Regions from separate parts of the Sus scrofa genome. Here region 2 is linked to region 1. Evidence: chromatin contacts called from public Hi-C data. All regions are on one chromosome and are shown on one strand. The core of a region is the stretch at or near the end of the contact, and the rest is flanking DNA. Distances in the headings are between cores, read along the strand shown.

Evidence for each region. A called contact is a pair of places that touch in the nucleus more often than the background predicts.
Region 2: a contact with region 1 is called in a Hi-C map of liver, with 3 times the contacts expected there. The contact joins the promoter of NABP1 here to the promoter of LOC102166743 in region 1. A contact is called at or near these places in 2 of 47 Hi-C or Micro-C datasets (heart right ventricle and liver).

The regions. Positions count from the first base shown.
Region 1 is chr15:95,894,981-95,898,251 of Sscrofa11.1, reverse strand. LOC102166743 reads left to right here and starts at 1,545. Exons shown (of 5, transcript XM_021074733.1): 1 at 1,545-1,622. The coding sequence starts at 1,545. All of the region lies in intron 1 of MYO1B (unconventional myosin-Ib), which reads right to left.
Region 2 is chr15:96,312,407-96,315,612 of Sscrofa11.1, reverse strand. It overlaps NABP1 (nucleic acid binding protein 1), which reads right to left and starts at 1,729. Exons shown (of 6, transcript NM_001244491.1): 1 at 1,142-1,729; 2 at 704-842. The coding sequence starts at 1,232. It overlaps LOC100516649 (a long non-coding RNA gene), which reads left to right and starts at 1,864. Exons shown (of 4, transcript XR_002339369.1): 1 at 1,864-2,224.

The sequences.
Region 1 (3,271 bases), core at 296-2,795:
CCAGACTCCAGTCTCAAAAAGCTCTGTGAATAGGAAAGGCAATTAATACAACATTCTGAGTATCTAAGAGTTCACACCCCAGAAGGTACCTCTCAATAGGCAGAGATGGGCCAGGAACTACCCAGCGTCAATATCAAGGTTTGTTTCTGTCTGGGTATAGAAAGCCTGGCTTGTCAAAGTCATCAACCAGGAGCTGGGCTAATCTCAACCCTGGGCACAGTCCAGGTATTAAGGATTTAAAAGGCAGCATCTAGATAAAGTTACAGTTCACTAAGTGATGGATTAAAAAAAAGTTTTTTCTAACAGTGGAAATGACGATTATCTAGACTAATTAGAAGGATTTTTTGAGTCAAAAATAGCTGGCTGCCATGACAACACAGAAGGTTTTGGATTACAAACTACAAAGGATCTCTTCTGGTGTATGAGCAGAATTCCTTAGGATCCCAGGCACAACCTCCTTTCAACATAAAGAGAAATGGAACCAGGAGGTGTTGCACATCTGGGTTTCTGGAAGAGCAAGGGTGAGGAGGAAGCTTTCCTAACTGGTCTGAGGGTGGGCTTTCCCACTTACTATAATACCACACACTCTTTAATCTAAGTTCTGAGTCACCAAACTTCACAACACCCCGGTGTTTTAGAGACGCTTTACCTGGAAAGAGTAACTTTCTACAGAAGTTCTGAAGCAAGAGTTTACTAAGACTGACAATTCCCTCTTGATCTACCCCATCACGGAACTACACAGGCTTTGAATCACAGGAAATTCACTTCTGGAATTTGCTATGATCTAAAAATTCAGGGATTGGAGTTCCCGTCGTGGCACAGCAGAAACAAATCCAACTAGGAACCATGAGGATGCGGGTTCAAACCCTGGCCTCACTCAGGGGGTTAAGGATCCAGTGCTGCCATAAGCTGTGGTGTAGGTCGCAGACGCGGCTCGGATCCTGTGTTGCTGTGTCTGTGGTGTAGGCCGGCAGCTCTAGCTCCGATTTGACCCCTAGCCTGGGAACTTCCATGTGCCGCAGGTGCAGCCCTAAAAAGCAAATAAATAAGTAAAAATTCAGGGATAACAACATCCACTCCATGTTCTCTTTTGAGAAAGCAAAGCCCAATTCCCAAGAGGCTCTCACCAGACTCTAGTCCCCTCCCTTGCCAACACTCCCTTTGATCCTGACGAGAACGCCCTACTCTGCCATGCTGCCTAGCTGGCCTTCTGGCCGGGGTGTCCAGGCAAATAACCTCGAGAACTGTTACTGACCGCAACAGACTTCCCGTGGCGGTCAGTACCCTGAGGAGGAATGCGGTCAACATCACTGTCCCCACTGTCACTTCCCGGAGGAAGCTCTGCAGAGTCAGGGCAGGAACAACCACCAAAGGGCAGGGCAACTTCAGAGAATGGCACCCACCCCCTAGACTGGATCTGAAAGCCACCCCCAGCCCTTCCCCTCTGGTCCCTTCCCCAGCATGGCACCCCCTCGCCAGCCAAAAATCCTAGAAGGTCTAGAATGGAGGGCAAGCAGTCCTGGCTTTAGGGGGAACCTATGGTCATGCCGTCCTACTCACTGGATGTTAGGAGAATTAATGAGCTAACGTCTGAAAAGGCCTATGAGTTCCTGTGGGACAAGGTAGCCAAAAACTATAAACCACTGTTATAGCCAGAAACACAAACTCAGCTGCACTGGCACGTGCTAATTATAACCCATAGGCTTCTCAATTTGTTCCCTCAAGGCAGATTAGAAAAAAATTCCAAGAAGTCCAATGTGTTTAGATTGGCAAACCTGAGACCCTGGAACCCCCAGGTGAACATAAAACGGCTCGCATACAATGGGCACACCTGACAGCTCTGACTGGTTCCTGGCCGAGGCATGGACACCAAATACGACCAGGGGTTATTAAATTGAATATGGTCACCTGGGGAAACCCAACTTTCCTTCCAAGTGAACTGGCTTGTTAATCAGAGGGTCCCAGTTGTGTCTAATATGCTAATAGCCTCACCCAAGTTCTCCTGTCCTTGTTTCCTTCCTCTGCTTGCATGGCTTGGATATTCATTCTTTGTTCTGTTTATACTTGATCAGACCATCCAAGCACTCAAAGTGCTCCCTTAAACTTCAAACTACAGAGATTTGCACCTGGGAGCCATGCACATGGGGTTTCTTATACCCATCAGTTTCGGGGTCCCTATAAATTGGTGTTTGAAGATATTTGGCTGAACAAAGACGCTCACATAAAATAGTCTGGGGTAGGCATGAACAGAACTGCTTTCTTTAAAAAAGGCCCAATTGTTCAGGCTCTTTTCAGTGACAATGGAGGGAAATGAATTTAGTGCACTCTTTGGGTTAAGGAAGCAAGTTACTTCTCTCAAGAGCGTCAGCCGTTGCATTCTACAACAGACCACAGTGGCTGGAATGAATTCATCACAGTGGCTCCAGAAAAAAACCACACAAGTTTCAAGCTTCAGACTCACCTCAGAAGCTAGAGCACAGGGAGAGAGAGCCTGGGCACACTACCAACTCTGAGCCTCAGTTTCCCCACAAAGGGGGTCCAATATACCATCTCCTAAGATTCTGTCCCAGCTTCCATCATTACTGACTAAAGCAAAAAGCTCCAACTCTGGAAAGAATGACTCTCCTCATTTTGGGGTGAGAATGCATCCTGGATCTGGTTACAAAGAATGTTAAAAACCAAAAATGCCAGTCCACAAGAATCTTTTCCAATGACACACACTCAGAGGTAAAGGAAAGCAGTTCTCCTTATTCTGACCTTAAAAAATGTATCAAGTGTCTAACCATACAAGGCACCAAGGGAAATGCATAAAACCAGCAGGATCATCATCAGTAAAGGCATCAAGGCACGTGTGAATGTTTTCTCTGTGTTTACAAATACATGACTAGGTGCAAAATGGCACAGGCTGTTTTAACAAATTCATTTAGTTGTGAAAGCAAAAAATTACAAAGTAAAAAAACTACGTAGTAAAACAAAAATATGCATCACCCAACAATGCATCTTTAATAACGCCTTTGTACTCGTGGTTCAGAAAAAGTATTTTGGGAATATTAAAAATTCAGAAGCTCCCCTAAGCAGTAAGCTACTAAAATAAAGTACGATATACTATGTAATCAAAGAGAGAGATGTTTACACATTTATATTAAGGTTTTAAAAATGTTTATTAGTTGAGAATTGATCAAACAAAAATAGCTAAGATGTTACCAAAAAGACCCCAATAATGTAAACTGAAAGGCAAAACAACATTGTCACTTCAAAAAAAAATTTAGAG
Region 2 (3,206 bases), core at 480-2,979, 420 kb before region 1:
TTCCTAAGAAAAAGACTGGATAAATTTTTAAAAGGTTGCACTAAACTATTTTTAAAAGCCAATCTGCCCACTAACTCTTTTGGATAGAAGTATCATTGACATCTTTCTGCCAAACATTTTCTGCATATCATTTTGGTTTTTGTACAACATTGCCCTTACAGCAGTAGTCATAAGAAATCATTTTCCAGAATGTGCCTTACAGATACTGTAAACCTCTCCTCTTTCACATCCATGTACAAATTCGATACACCACAAAACTGCTAAATTCTCCAACTACAACCTCAATTTACATCCACACTGTCTAAATGAGTACAAATAAAATACTGGCAAGACATCAAGTCATTAAAAGGGAAAAAAGGTTGGAAAAAACTAAGTGACAGCTGTATTAACTTGATTTTTAACAATCTATTAAAAAGACTCAATAATCCCTGAACAGTATTTAAAAATCTGTAAACTGAGGGTGGGGTTGTTTAGATTCTCAGTTGAAATTGCTTTTAAAGGCTTAGGTGTTACAAACCAATGCTGTCCACCAACTGAGGTTAACATCGAAGGGGGCTCAAAACTTCTCGGAGTGGCCCCGAGGAAAAACAACACGAAACTTTAGAACTTGCCACGGTCCTGGGCGTCAGTCAATTTCGATTTCCCAGACTTCTACTTAGGAGACACTCTCAACCCCTTCCCCAACCCCTTTATGAACACCTACCCTCTGGTCAACCGAATAATATCCCCCGGCTGAATGAGACCTCCGATTTCATCCCACACGGAAATAGTGATGCTGCCCGTTTTATCTGCTACTTTGCATGATCTCACTTCATGGCCGTCTTTGGTTTTGGTCACGCGTCCTGTGGGGATTTAAAAAATCAAAAGGGGGAGGGGTGTATTAGAAAATGAGTACTTCCAAAAAGCTAACTCCTCCTCCGGGATCAAAAGGCGTCTGAAAGGTGGGAAGAGATCGAGCCCCGGGTTCTCGCCCGCAGGTAGGCTACAGCCCCAGCAGGGGCCAACGGAGCCACGTGGATGGGGGAGGGGAGAGAGAAGGTAGGGAAGGGGGAGGGGAGCCCCCGGCTAGCGGCGGCAGCGCCCTTCCCTCTGGCCCCGGGACGCACTGCGGGCGGCGGTGTGGGCTGTGGACCCCACTTACCTATCTCCAAGACAATAAAGACGACATTTAAGTTTTTCAGTCCGGGCTTAATATCTTTTATAAAAAGAGGGGGGTCGTTGACCCCGTTCATAATGAGGCAGGTGCGGCTACGATGCGGAGACTCGAGTGGGCAGGGAGCCGGACAAAGCTTCCCACCACCCCCCTGGGCCAGGTGCGAGGGCGGAGGGGCGACCTTGGGCGAGGATGGCAAGAGAAGGGGCAGAAAGAGGTTAGTCAGGGACGGAGGAAACCAGCTCAGAAGACACTGAGCCGAAAAAAACTGGGGGAAAAAAGCGCTGACAAGTTTAAAAGAAAAAAACACGAACCACTCCGCACCCCGACCCCGCTCCCAACCAGGCGACAGGAAGGCAAGCGTGAGAACTGCCCCTTCTTTGGATAAAAGGAAGAAAAAAAGGCAGCGAGAAGATGCCTCTGCCCTGAGTCCTCTCACACACACACACACACATACACACACACACACAGGGGCGCGTGCCCAGCCTGTCCCGAGCTCCAGGGAGGGAACAGGCTTTGACTGCGAAGCCAGAGCAGAGACCAAGCTTCCGCGCACCCAGCGTCCCAAACAGCGACTGCAGAATGCGCCCGCGCACCGGCTGGACCCCCGCGTCGCCCCGCCCCCTTGTTACGACACACGGCGTCGGGCACGCCCGACGCTCCGCCCTCTAGGCTCTGGAAAGGGGCAGCCAAGGGGCGGAAACAAGCAGACGACGCCCGCTCAGCCTCCTTAGCTCCTCCCCTGGGCTGTCAGTGCGGACCCCGCCCTCTCAGCCGTCCAATCGGCTCTGAACTCCGACCCATTCTCCTCCTGCTTCCGCCGTCGCCGCGCGGCGTCTATTTTGCCCTGCCTAGTCTTCCTTTTTCAGGCTTCTACTACTCACTGTCCAGTTTCTGGTTTTCTTGCATATTGTCCCTCAGATTTCAGTCCTTCGCCCCTGCTTTTTAGTTTCGCGGTCAAGGAGAACGGTTGCTGTGTTTTAGAACGCAGTGGGTACGTCAAAAAGTATGCAGGAGAGGAAGAACAAGGTTCAAGCAAGTGTGGCTGGTCTGGTTGAAAGAAAATAAAAGGTAGGGATGGGTCCTTAGCAGCGAGGCTGGAATTTTAAGACCAGAGGGCAAAAGAGTTCCACTCTACTGCCTCATTTTAAGCTTATTGAGAGCAGGAACTGTGAGGTGGCTTGCTGAAGGTCACTCAGCAACTTTATGAGCAAGCAGGACACAAACACAAGTGACCTAGCCTTGGTGCTTTTCACTCTGTAATACTAGGCAGATAAACAAGAAGTTAAATTCCTTTGCAAACTTAACTATTTTTTCTTGCTCCTCTCAGATTACACTCCCCATTTTGCTTTTCTTCTCTACGTTCATTTTATTAATAGTCTGTTTTTAGAGCAGTTTTATGTCTACAGCAAAACTAAGAGAGGAAGGTACAGAAATTTCCCATATGCTCTCTATCCCCACACATGCGTGACCTCTTCCCATTATCAATGTCTCCCCCAGAGTGGTATGTTTGTTACAGTTGATGAACAACATTAACATATTATTATGCAAAATCCTTAGTTTACCTTAGGGTTTGTTCTTGGTATTGTACATTTTATGGTTTTGGACAAATGTATAATGATACGTATGCAAAATTAATAGTATTATACAGAGTAGTTTCATTGCCCTAAAAATCTTGTGCGCCACCTATTCATCCTTCCCTTACCCCTCATCCTTGGCAACCACTAATATTTTTAGGCTTCATTTTCCAGTATGTCACATAGTTGAAATCATACAGTATGTAGCCTTTCATAATGGCTTTTTTCACTTAGAAATGTGCATTTACATTTCCTCCCTGTTTTTTTCATGAGCTATCAAGTTTTGTATTTGTTTTTGTACATCCGAAACAATCATATAACAACAGTGGGAAACCCTGAAACATAAGCTGAGGTGGGGGAAAGTTTTATTTATGTGGTGTAGTGAGAAACGCATGTAGTTTAGAAACAAACCTGGGCTTGAACTATTTACTAGCTATGTGACCTTTAGGACAGTTGATTACATTTTCTAGTCATAA